Linked DNA regions of Mus musculus: all the other regions are linked to region 3. The links are chromatin contacts, called in public Micro-C and promoter capture Hi-C maps. All regions are on one chromosome and are shown on one strand. The core of a region is the stretch at or near the end of the contact, and the rest is flanking DNA. Distances in the headings are between cores, read along the strand shown.

What was found. Promoter capture Hi-C pulls out the DNA fragments that hold promoters and counts their contacts. Hi-C and Micro-C count contacts between places; a contact is called where the count stands out from the background.
Region 1: a contact with region 3 is called in a Micro-C map of embryonic stem cells, with 4 times the contacts expected there. The contact joins the promoter of Tyro3 here to the promoter of Dll4 in region 3. A contact is called at or near these places in 1 of 39 promoter capture datasets (liver), 4 of 484 Hi-C or Micro-C datasets (all in embryonic stem cells) and 2 of 115 datasets of contacts at active chromatin or transcription factors (extraembryonic endoderm stem cells and pancreatic cancer cells).
Region 2: a promoter capture Hi-C map of embryonic stem cells shows a contact between it and region 3, with 4 times the contacts expected there. The contact joins the promoter of Ltk here to the promoter of Dll4 in region 3. A contact is called at or near these places in 2 of 39 promoter capture datasets (both in embryonic stem cells) and 1 of 115 datasets of contacts at active chromatin or transcription factors (embryonic stem cells).
Region 4: a contact with region 3 is called in a promoter capture Hi-C map of embryonic stem cells. The contact joins the promoter of Chst14 here to the promoter of Dll4 in region 3. A contact is called at or near these places in 1 of 39 promoter capture datasets (embryonic stem cells) and 1 of 115 datasets of contacts at active chromatin or transcription factors (pancreatic cancer cells).

What each region holds. Positions count from the first base shown.
Region 1 is chr2:119,797,895-119,800,804 of GRCm38.p6, forward strand. Tyro3 (TYRO3 protein tyrosine kinase 3) reads left to right here and starts at 1,620. Exons shown (of 19, transcript NM_019392.2): 1 at 1,620-1,989. The coding sequence starts at 1,896.
Region 2 is chr2:119,759,067-119,762,064 of GRCm38.p6, forward strand. It overlaps Ltk (leukocyte tyrosine kinase), which reads right to left and starts at 1,365. Exons shown (of 20, transcript NM_203345.2): 1 at 1,186-1,365; 2 at 491-634; 3 at 229-400. The coding sequence starts at 1,228.
Region 3 is chr2:119,324,142-119,327,229 of GRCm38.p6, forward strand. It overlaps Dll4 (delta like canonical Notch ligand 4), which reads left to right and starts at 1,643. Exons shown (of 11, transcript NM_019454.3): 1 at 1,643-2,065; 2 at 2,174-2,446; 3 at 2,922-2,979. The coding sequence starts at 2,000. Gm14207 (predicted gene 14207) reads right to left here and starts at 2,056. Exons shown (of 4, transcript NR_030683.1): 1 at 1,840-2,056; 2 at 1,027-1,188; 3 at 704-835.
Region 4 is chr2:118,924,909-118,927,924 of GRCm38.p6, forward strand. Chst14 (carbohydrate sulfotransferase 14) reads left to right here and starts at 1,589. Exons shown (of 1, transcript NM_028117.3): 1 at 1,589-3,016. The coding sequence starts at 1,744. The coding sequence ends at 2,874.

The DNA.
Region 1 (2,910 bases), core at 370-2,869, 470 kb after region 3:
TGTCTCAGGCTTAGTTAGAATGCGGAAAGCCACCTCCATGACTTGCCTAAGGAGCCAGTTTAACTGATAACAAAGTATAAACCCTTGGGCTAGAATTCCATATCAGCTCAGGAGTGAAGAACAGGAAGTAGAAGCTGTGTTTGGTCTCTAGATTGAACATCTTCCGGGAATACTCTGTGCCAGGTTAATTGAAATAAAGAGAAGGGTCCCCTTTACTGGAGACAGCGTAGAACAGTTCTGGCTTCCGTTCCAGACTGTCTGACACTCAAAATTCCAAAGCTCTGGAAAAGAGCAAGCTTGTGTGCTTTTCTTTTCTTTTTTCCCCCTTCAGGAAAGCGTCCTGGAGCCATCCTAGAGTTCCCAAGAAAATTGGCAGAGCGCTCAGCAGGAAGTCAGGCCCCTCCGATCCAACTGTTGACCAGACTTGCCAAGAGTCTTCCTATCCTGCCGCCTGGGGGCGCCCCCAGCTGGGTCTGCGGCTGCCGCCAGCACTGCTGTTATCATTAAGATAATTAATAAACAAGCACTGGTGGGCCAAGTGGAGGAAGAGGGAGGCTCCTGCTGCTCAGGAGAATCCCTGGAAAGATCCAGTGAGTATGGGACGTCTCACTGGCTAGTTCTTTCTCCCCATCCAGGACCCCTGGAAAGCGCCTGTTGTGGGTTGTCCTCCAGGGGCCAAGAAGAGGTGAGGACAAGAGGAGGACTTGGCAGGTGCGATTTGGAACCAGCTCTGCATCTTCCTGACAGGATGTCTGTGGGCAGGCCACCTCCAGTGATTACTGGTTGTGGAGCAGGCAATTATTCATTCTTTTAACAAGGATCTGCCTATTTATTTATGGAGTGCCTACTGTGCGCAAGGTGGTCTACTAATAATAGCAGATGTTTCACTAGCTAGTATGAAGACAATGCCAATGTTCACACTATGTCCCAGAAGTGGAGGGGTGGAAAGAGGAAGCAAGAAAGAAGAATGATACCCTCGAAAATCACGGTGATTTTGCTTTGGCCTTCGTAGGCTAGCAGTGGGGATGGACACCTAAGAATTACGAAACAGATCTTGGAAAACTCTAGATGGACGACAAACTGGAAAACACTCTGGGAAGATGGGCTGGGGAGAATGGTCTTTCGATAGGAGAATACTTGGCGATTAAAGGTAGGCTACAAAGATCGAAAAAGAAAAAAAAAACTGGGTGAAAAGCTCAAGCAAAGAGGTACAGGGATGCTAGTAGTTTCTCGGGGAGCTGTTCCAGCCGTCTTGGGGACACCTGAGGGTTGCTGTGTCTAGTAGGTGCTTTGTGTTCTGAGAGGGCTGTGTCGGAGTCTGAGGTCAGGATTTAGAACAGTGTTGGGGTGTGGCAGGAGCTTCCAAGAGGGGTTCTGAGGAGAGGATGGGGTGCCCCGCTGGAGACTGGAAAGTATTTGGGGAAGGAGGGGCGTGGCCGGGTGCCTGTCCAGGGAGCGAGGCAGGTCCTCCGCAGCGGCAGCGGAGTGGCCAGGGCGCGGGTCCCGCTGCGCCTTCTGGAGGTGGGCGGGAGGTCGGGCGGTAAGGGCTGAGGTTAGCGCTCGGCTCTCGCCACCGGGGCTGCGCGGGGGAGGGGGAGGGCGGCACGAGCTCCGCGGAGGGCGGGCGGGCGGGCCGGGAGGAGGCGGCGGCTCGCAGAAGAACATGAATCAGCGGCGGCGGCGGCGGCGGCTGTGGAAGGAGCGCGGTGGCCCAGCCGCAGCCCCGGGGACTCCTCGCTGCTGACGGCGGTGGCCGCGGCTCTAGGCGGCCGCGGGTCCGGGACGCCCGGGCCGAGCGCCGCCCCCCGCCCCTCCCGCGGGCCTCCCGCCCCTCCTCCGCCACCCTCCTCTCTGCGCTCGCGGGCCGGGCCCGGCATGGTGCGGCGTCGCCGCCGATGGCGCTGAGGCGGAGCATGGGGTGGCCGGGGCTCCGGCCGCTGCTGCTGGCGGGACTGGCTTCTCTGCTGCTCCCCGGGTCTGCGGCCGCAGGTAGGGGTGGCCCGGGAGGCGGCGGGAAGCGGGGGGCTGCTGAGCCGCACGACTGAGGGGCGCAGCCCGGGGACGGCAGCGGGCGAGACCCGGGCCTGGGCCGGCCAGAGGTTGGGGTCGGTGGCCGGGGCTGGAAGGCCGAGACTAGGACGCAGCGGGTGTTGGCTGCCAGACCTCCGGCCGCGGCCCCCGCCCCCAACTTTCTCGCGCCCGGGGCTGGCTGGGTGCAAAGGAAGGGAGTGGGGGGTGTGGGCAGTCGGGGGTGCTTAGGACTGTATTTTCCCGCCTCTATGTTCCTAGTAGTCTGCTCCCTTTTCCCCAGTCCTAAGGACCCATTCTGCCTTCCGCACACCCCCGAGGTCCCACTTTGAAACTACAGGATCTGGGTTTGAGCACCCAGGGTTGTGAAGGTGCTGGATTCTAAAATACCTCTGCCCGTACTCTAGTTCCTGTGGCCCTTGGCGCTCCCGGAAACCCGAATGTTGAGTAGCTTGGGTTGGGTGAAGGTTACTGCTTCTTGTGAAGATTAGCTTTACGTTGCCACACAGCCACAGAGGCATTTCCCCGAGGCAGGAGGGCAGCACCTTTGCCTTCAAGTTCACACGCACACATCAGGGTGCAGAGGGGTGTGAAGCTATGTCTCCTTGTCCTGTGAGGGTGAGTGGGAAGGGTAGAGAGACAGGCGCCCCCCCCCTCCCCCGGCAGCAGCCATCCAACAAGCATTTCTTAAAAACTGAGTTCTTTGCCACATTAGCCTTGAAAGGAAAGGAAGCTAAAGAGTGGAAAGTATATGCAGGCTCCGAGGTGCGTATCAGATGCTCAGAGAGCCCAGGAATTTACCTAGGGTTACACAGTAAGGAGCAGAAAGAACAGGTCTGGATTTCCTTTATGCAGATTCTTCACCTGCCCATCTGTTTAATA
Region 2 (2,998 bases), core at 115-2,614, 430 kb after region 3:
TCCACGAGTATTTCAAGAGCGTTAACGGAGATGGCTGGAATCATCCAGCCCCATCTTCAGCCACCGTTGATTGGGCGGCCGTCCTGACGATGGTTAACTTAGGAGGAGGACAGACAATCGAAGTGACTGACACTAGACTTCTCTGCGGAATGTTTTAAGATAACTTCCCTGGTCTGTAGAACCTCAGCCTAAGAGGTGATTGCCACCCTCTTCCTGCTGGGCACTTACAGATACTGGCCTGTGTCTGGCACCCGCCACAGCTGCACGCCTTTGAGCGGCCCGGCAGCCCCCACTGTCACCATCACGCTGCTTCCTGTGTATGCCCCATCGCACTGTGTTTGTGTGGGTCCGCTCCTGCCGCTGGCGCCACAGGTGTTAAACACCCAAGGCCCCCGTGTGCCTAGGTACAAAGGGAGAAGGAAAAAGTTCCTCTCCAGGCCTAGGGATCTGGAGATGGTGAACCAAGAAAAGGGAGGAGCCTGAAACTCACCTAGAGGATTTGGGAGGGAAGCTGGCTCCAATTTACTGGGTGTGGGGGTGACTTTCTGCTCCTGGGAATTGAGTACCAGCACCGGCAAAAGCGAAGGTGTTAGAAAAGGTGTCTGGAACTCCGAGTTGGAGCAAAGAATAGTTCCTGAAAGGTGACAGGAAGAAGGGTTAGATGATGCAGAATGTGACAGGGGAGACATAAGAGATGGATAGCCACTCAGCAGTACCCTGCTTCCAGCCACACCCCGAATGCCGCCCAGCTGGTGCATACAGAGGCTGAAGCTAGACACCTACCACCCAACCGGGTTTCCCAAGCCTTGCAAGGTGTCTACATATATCATGACATATACATATATCTACATATATACATATATATATATATACATATATATATATATATATATATACATATATGTCTACATATATCATTCCAGAGCTCTCATGGAGTGACTTGGGGGCTGCACCGCTCTCTGTTGTACAGCACCCCACCACCTCTCCTCTCTCTAGCTTCCTCCCAAGTAGTGCCAAGGCCCCATCTGATTCTTAGATTCGGACGTGCTCCGCACCTTTCTTGCTGTACTCTAAAAGCACAAGGCCACCTTAGAAGGAACCATTGAGACCTGGTCTGTTGCTAATGCAGCCCCAAATCTAGTTGTCTCTGGTTGGCTGGTACCCTGACCACCAAACAGCACTTACCAGCAGCTCCCAGCCACAGCAGCAGCCGGTGGGAGCAGCCCATCGCCCAATCCCTTGGTTCCAGCAAAGGATGATGGTTGAGAACTCGATTCCCTAGCTGCAGTTTATAGGCGTGTCAGCAGTCTCAGAGCTATCACCACTACCCTGCCGACTTCCAACTGGCCTGTATACACTCACGTCAGACCCGGGAAATAGAAGGAAAAGGCGGAGCATGAGGACAGCGAGGTCCCCAGGCTTCTGGGAGGAGCCTTGCTGAGCTGAAGGGCTCTAGTCCCCACCTATGGCACACCAACAAACTAGTGAGTTCCTGGTAGGAGAAAAAGTTGACTCTACATTATACCTTTGTGATAGGCTGGACAGCACCTAGTACATGGCAGTAGCTTTTGTGGGTCTCAGGATAGCATCAATAGTGAATGGCTTTATTGGTGTCAGTGTTAGTTTAAGTGCATGATCACACATGGGAAGTATGTAGAGCCTCCAAAAATCCACCTGCCTCTGCCTCCTGGGTGATGGCGACTAAACTGTCCCCCATAAGGCATTATTGCTTGCCATTGCTGTGTCCCTTTCTGACCATGAGGCAGGACATCCCAGTACCTCAGAATCATGACTTTCTGAGTTTGTTGCACACTGTTCCTGTGGACAATTTCTTACTGCCATGACTGGATAAGGTGTTGAAAAATGTGGACAGTGTTGCTCACATTTGTAACCCAGCACCTGCCAAGTGGAGATGGGACCCCAAGTTCAGTGTTATCTTCTGCTTTCAAACTGGATGCCAGCCTGGACTTACATGAGACTTCCTCTCAAAAAGCTAATAGATATGTTAAAAAGATGTCAGAAGCCGGGTGGTGGTGGCGCATGCCTATGATCCCAGCACTTGGGAGGCAGAGGCAGATTTCTGAGTTCGAGGCCAGCCTGGTCTACAAAGTGAGTGCCAAGACAGCCAGGGGTACACAGAGAAACCCTGTCTCTGAAAGAGAAAAAAAAAAAAAAAGATGTCAGAAGATTCAAGTGCTAGCATTCCCAGGCAATGCAGAGTGGCTCAGCCACAGGCCACCAACTGCAAAATCACATGGAAGGATAGTTTTGTGTATTGTGTCCTTTATCTTTTGTTCAAAATGCTAATGTTAAGCCAGGCATGGTGGCTCATGCCTGTAATTCCTGCACTTGGAAGGCTGAAGCAGCAGGATTGCTATGAGTCCCCTCAAAACAAAAACAAAATCTTCCTACCAGAATAAATCTTTTGCAAAGGATCTCAGCTATCTGTAGAAGAGTGCAAATTTCTTTTTTTTAATTAATTTATTTGTTCAGCGCCCCACCCCCAGCCTCTCCCCTCAAGGTTCCTAATTTCTAATCCATGGGTATAAACCACCCAGGAGGCTAAAATCCCACCAGGGTCATTAGCACTGCACAAATAATGGTCTTGTGGGTTGCCTGACTCCCTGCCCTCTGCCGGCCTCCAAGGGGGAAAGCAAAGGTTACAGGAGGAGTTTCTTTGGGAGGAGGCAACTAAGGGAAGAACCATCCCAATAAACACATACTGGACTTAAAAAAACCCAAAAAACTAAGTCAATGACTGAAGCCTAAACGCTAAAGATGTTTTTACTTCTAAAAACTGAAGCTGGGCCTATCAGGTAACTAGCTAATTAGTAAATTCTGAGTATCTAATACTAACTCTAGCTACGGTAGATTTTATAAAAATGGAGAACTCATGACCCACTGAGTTCTATAGATATCACCATCACTCTCTTTCATGGATAAAATTTTGTTTTAATAAGCTAAAGAAAGGAACTGGTGGTGTGTGGGGCTGAGGAGC
Region 3 (3,088 bases), core at 393-2,892:
ACCTCGGTTCCCCACGCCAACCCGCTCGCGCCAGATGGTGGCTGGGAGGGGTGGCCGTGCGTGGGGGACCCCGGAGCCTGTCGCCTCACCTCACCCCACCCCCCACCCCACGCTCACAACCTCATGTTTCTTACCCCCCCCCAATTCTCCATCACCACCACCCAAGTCAAAATATCAGACCATGTTCGTCATTGGCAGCTGTTGGGTTCCACTTCCCCCTACCACGGCCTCCCTGGGGCTGGAGCCGCGTCCCTGCTCCCCTCAACCCCCGCCCGCACTGATCTTATCGTCCGACCATAGCCAGCAATCACCACGCGGGAGGGCTGACAGCTGAAGCCACAGGGCCCCCACCGCTCTCACTGTAGGAGAGAGAGAGAGAGAGAGAGAGAGAGAGAGAGAGAGAGAGAGAGAGAGAGAGAGAGAGAGAGAGAGAGAGAGAGAGAGAGAGAGAGAGAGAGAGAGAAATCTAGCACCCCCCAAAACTGGGAGAAGCCAGCCCTCCCCGGTCTGCAGCCTCGGGGGAGCACGACGGGTTCTGGGAAAGCAGCTGCAGGGTTTGCGCTCGGAGGCCACCCGGGAGAGGCGCGCGTGTGACATGGGTGAAACCACCCGAAACTCAAACAACTCTATGCGCCTCCAGTTCCACCCTACATCCTGCCCTATGCAGAGAGATCTAGACCTGATCAGCCTCAAGCTCTCTCACCTTGCCTCTCAAGTGGCCCAAGGAAATTCTGGAATTAAGAAAGTTTCCTCCCTACTCCAGCGGAGCTAGGGGACGCGGGTGGGGGCCAGGATGAGGATATGGAGACCAAGCGCGACCCAGGTGAGATAGGCACTGAGGGAAAAGACTAGAACCTCATTACCATACAGCTGAGGACCCCCCCCCCACTTCGAGAACCACGCCCCCCACCTCTCTTTCGAACCTCTAGTCCTGGCTCTAGCACGAGCCAGGAGGGAGTGGGGGTGGGGGACAAAGAGAGAAGGCACGCGCTGGGCACGCCCTGCTGCTTGAGGTGACACGCCTACCAGGTGCAGAGAAGACCAGAGTCCTAGACGCTTGGCCCTTTGCCTTGCTTGGAATAGCCAGGGAAAGGTTAAGGCGTCGGATGGCTTCCCTGCGGTGCTGGGGACGCGTGGAGGGTGGGCACACATAGGCTGGAGGCCAGCGAGGCAGGAGCTACCTAAAGTCTGGAAAGGAAAGGGAGATCCAAATCCCCTGGTCCTGCTTTTTGCTTTCCTAGTTTAAGCTTTCCCCACCTGCTAGAGGACTGTAGGTATCTAATGCCTGGATCAGGTGCACCGCCTACGGGGACCCCTTAGAGTTTCCACCCCCTGGACCATTCGGGAACCACCTCACCTCCCGCCGCATCACTGGGCTACCCTCCTATCCTCTGGTGGCGAGGGTCTCAGCCTTTAAGCAGACGATCTCTAAGGACTGCTCGCCGGGCACGCGCAGAGCTGGAAGCCCAGAAGTTGGAAGAGGGGCGGGGACCTGCGCCCTACTGGCTGGCTGACAGGGGGAGCGGCGGGGGCGGAGGCCCCCTCCGGTGGGTGCTGGGACTGTAGCCACTAGAGGCCTGGAGGGGAGGGGAGAGTGACCGTGAGTCTGTCTGACTGACAGGCTGCGAAGAGCAGCCAATATATATAAGAAAGGCTCTGGAGCAAGCAGGTTTCAGTAGCGGCGCTGCTCGCAGGCTAGGAACCCGAGGCCAAGAGCTGCAGCCAAAGTCACTTGGGTGCAGTGTACTCCCTCACTAGCCCGCTCGAGACCCTAGGATTTGCTCCAGGACACGTACTTAGAGCAGCCACCGCCCAGTCGCCCTCACCTGGATTACCTACCGAGGCATCGAGCAGCGGAGTTTTTGAGAAGGCGACAAGGGAGCAGCGTCCCGAGGGGAATCAGCTTTTCAGGAACTCGGCTGGCAGACGGGACTTGCGGGAGAGCGACATCCCTAACAAGCAGATTCGGAGTCCCGGAGTGGAGAGGACACCCCAAGGGATGACGCCTGCGTCCCGGAGCGCCTGTCGCTGGGCGCTACTGCTGCTGGCGGTACTGTGGCCGCAGGTAATGTCTCACGTCCTCTCCGCCCCCTCCCGCAGCGCTCCGGGCTTGCGCCCCGGCCCCGGCTGAGCCTGACCGCTCTCCTCCCTCCTTCTCTCGGTCCCTGTGCAGCAGCGCGCTGCGGGCTCCGGCATCTTCCAGCTGCGGCTGCAGGAGTTCGTCAACCAGCGCGGTATGCTGGCCAATGGGCAGTCCTGCGAACCGGGCTGCCGGACTTTCTTCCGCATCTGCCTTAAGCACTTCCAGGCAACCTTCTCCGAGGGACCCTGCACCTTTGGCAATGTCTCCACGCCGGTATTGGGCACCAACTCCTTCGTCGTCAGGGACAAGAATAGCGGCAGTGGTCGCAACCCTCTGCAGTTGCCCTTCAATTTCACCTGGCCGGTAAGCACAACTTAAATGCACCGGGAGATAACCGAAGGGAAAGAAGGGAGCGCCGGGACACCAGAGCTCCTTTCCAAAGCGCTCTCTGGAGAGCCCCAAGGGCTCTTTCTCTTCTGCCCCCGCCCCCCTGTTCTCTCATAGGATCATCCCGGAGAGGCTTTGGTTAGTCTTTCCTCCCAGTTTCTTCCCTTTCCTTCTCCCCAATTCTTGGGATACGAATTTCATTACCAAACCCCCAACGCGGCGCCGCCCGCCCACCCCCCGGCTCTCACTTACACTCCCGCATCCCTCATCCCTCCCCTGCCTTCTCAGCTCGCGCGCAGCGCTGCGCGAACACCAGTTATGTTGAGCCGAGCTCCGTAACTATATCCTGCAATTAGATTAATTAAACAGGCTGCTGCGAGGCACCCCCTCCTTTCCCTCCCTGCTGATATCGCTATCTCTAATGTCCCCCACCCCCCCTTTTGCTTCCCAGGGAACCTTCTCACTCAACATCCAAGCTTGGCACACACCGGGAGACGACCTGCGGCCAGGTGAGTATCTAACTTCTCGGCCACAGGGGGGCGACATCACACAGCGCCGAAAGAGTTAACCAGTTATAGGCGGGGGTGGGGGTTGGGGACGCAGGCTTGGGGGGTGGGG
Region 4 (3,016 bases), core at 339-2,838, 400 kb before region 3:
TGGCACTCCGTTTGTGGTGTGGGATAGGACTGCATCAGTTTCAGGATTTGACTGGTGGACTAACATTGACCTCTTTAGAGCCCTCTCATTCTGGGATGCTGAGGTCCCCCCCACCTGCTAGCTAAGTCCAAATCTATGGTGGAAGAAAAGTGGTGATGAGATCAGAGCTTTCATCCCCATGACATGGGTAGGCTATCCCATGGTATGGACAGCCATCAGTGTGCTGCCCACGAGAGTTCTAAGAGGTGTCACTTTACAGACAAATGGAGCAGGCAATCCCACCACCAGAAATCTATACACTGCCTAGAAAGGGACAGCAGTGTAGTGAAGGGTCAGAAGTGGCCTGAGATGCACCCAGCATCCAACTTTAAAGCCACTGAACCTCCCAGTTCAGACATTTACCCCATGTTTTCTGTGTGGCTCTCTGAACAACAACAACACACACACACACACACACACACACACACACGTCACTTTATCCCTCAGACCCCCTCATCTGCCTAATCAGCTTCATAGTCTCACCATTCCCACCCAGTCCTTTCATCATCCTCTGGGCATAACCTGTACCAAAGTCAATTCTTCGTCCTCCCATCTAATGTGCTGTCATGACTAGGAATTGGGTCTGAAAGTCAGCCTTGGCTAGCCAGTGAAACCCATACCTAAACAACAACAACAACAAAACCTTCAGTCACAGCTACCCCAGAGTCCATACAATGTGAACAGCCACAGAATCTACTGTCAAGTGGCTGATGACTATAGGAAATAGTTAAAAACAAACAACAACAACAACAACAAAAAAACGTGATTTGTTCCCCAGTTCTGTTGTCTTAAGCCTTGTTGGGGCCCCACACGAAGTCAAGCTGTAGTGCTTAGGGACTAGTTGTATGCTGCTGTTCAAAGTACTCTGACCAATCTGTTGCCACTGGGTACATCTTGGCTCCAAGCAAAGAGGCCTTTCTGTGGTTGCTGCGTTGTACTTGTAGGTTGTCCTGAAGTATATATTGGCCATACGTGGTCCCGAGGTACTTGTCCATAGCCTCCGACCAGAGTGTCCCAGTTAGCCTACTGCTTCAGACTTGGCAGGGGAGATTCCTTTTACAGACAGATCAGCATTGCTCAGTAGATAAGCACTAGTCCCTAGGAATTACTAAAGCAAAATGTCACCATGGAGACATTAGCCAGAGCTTGACAGAGTGGCCCTGCCCTGGGCTGGGACTGGTACAAGCGGCTAAGGACCATGCTTCCGGTCAGGACAGATCTCCTTTATGTCTAGACCGACTGAGTGGTGGGTTGTCCTGCATTCAGGTCACAGCTGGAGGGACAGCGGTTCCAGAGCAGTTTAAAGCAGGATGGAGGGTGCAAATCTTAAATGGAGCACCAAGAGGACACGTGTTAAAGAGACACGGGATCTCAGTAGCTCCTGCTTTCCAGGTCTCATTTTGTCTGGAGTGGCCCAGGCTCATGAGTTCTCTCCCGGGCTAGGGTCCGCCTGCGGCCTCCCGCAACTAGCTCCTAGGACTCGGGCACCCGCCCCTCTCCCCGCCCCACAACGTGGGCCCGCCCTCGCGCCTGTATCAGGGAGGGGCGGGGAGAGAAGAGCGGCCGGGCGGGACATCCGGCCCTGGTCCCTGCCTGCACCCCGGGAGCTGGCCACCCACTATCCCTCCCCTCCCGAGACCTCCAGCCCCTGCTGCAGTCACCTCCCCTGCAGCCTCGAGGTCGGCGAGGTCTGGCCGCAGCACCATGTTTCCCCGCCCTCTGACCCCACTGGCTGCCCCGAAAAGCGCGGAGACCCTGGGCCGCACGCCAAGGCGGGCCCCATTGGGCCGGGCCCGGGCTGGGCTCGGGGGGCCGCCCCTGCTGCTGCCGTCCATGCTGATGTTCGCTGTAATCGTGGCCTCCAGCGGACTGCTGCTCATGATCGAGCGAGGCATCCTATCGGAGATGAAACCCCTTCCCCTGCACCCTCCCAGCCACAAAGGCGCGGCCTGGAGCGGGACAGATCCTAAGCCTAGAGGCCTATCCTTGGATGCTGGGGACTCGGACTTGCAAGTGAGGGAGGACATCCGAAACCGGACCTTGAGGGCCGTGTGCGGACAACCAGGCATGCCCCGGGACCCCTGGGACTTGCCGGTGGGACAGCGGCGCACCCTGCTGCGCCACATTCTCGTAAGTGACCGCTACCGCTTCCTCTACTGCTATGTCCCCAAAGTGGCCTGCTCTAACTGGAAACGTGTGCTGAAGGTGCTGGCTGGCATCCTGAACAACGTGGATGTCCGCCTCAAGATGGACCACCGCAGTGACTTGGTGTTTCTGGCAGACCTGCGGCCTGAGGAGATTCGCTACCGTCTGCAGCACTACTTCAAGTTCCTGTTTGTGCGAGACCCCTTGGAACGCCTCCTGTCTGCTTACCGTAACAAGTTTGGAGAGATCCGAGAGTACCAGCAGCGATATGGGGCCGAAATTGTCAGGCGCTACAGGGCTGGAGCTGGCCCCAGCCCTGCAGGGGACGATGTCACCTTCCCAGAGTTCCTGAGATACCTGGTGGATGAGGATCCTGAACATATGAATGAGCATTGGATGCCTGTGTACCACCTGTGCCAACCATGTGCTGTGCACTACGACTTCGTGGGTTCCTATGAGAGGCTGGAGGCTGATGCCAACCAGGTGCTGGAGTGGGTGCGGGCCCCACCCCATGTCCGGTTCCCAGCTCGCCAGGCCTGGTACCGGCCAGCCAGCCCAGAAAGTCTGCATTACCACTTGTGCAATGTTCCACGGGCCCTGCTTCAAGATGTGCTACCTAAGTATATCCTGGACTTCTCCCTCTTTGCTTACCCACTGCCCAATGTCACCAAGGAAGCCTGTCACCAATGACAGTAGGCCAGCACCTTTTGGAGTTTGGGTTTAATGATATCAGCTTTGGGATGTCTTTCAGAGAAACTCCTGGCTCTGGGTGGCTTCCTGGTTTCTCTAGGTGTCTCCATATCTCAGTGGTAAGGACTGTCCTTGGAGGTCC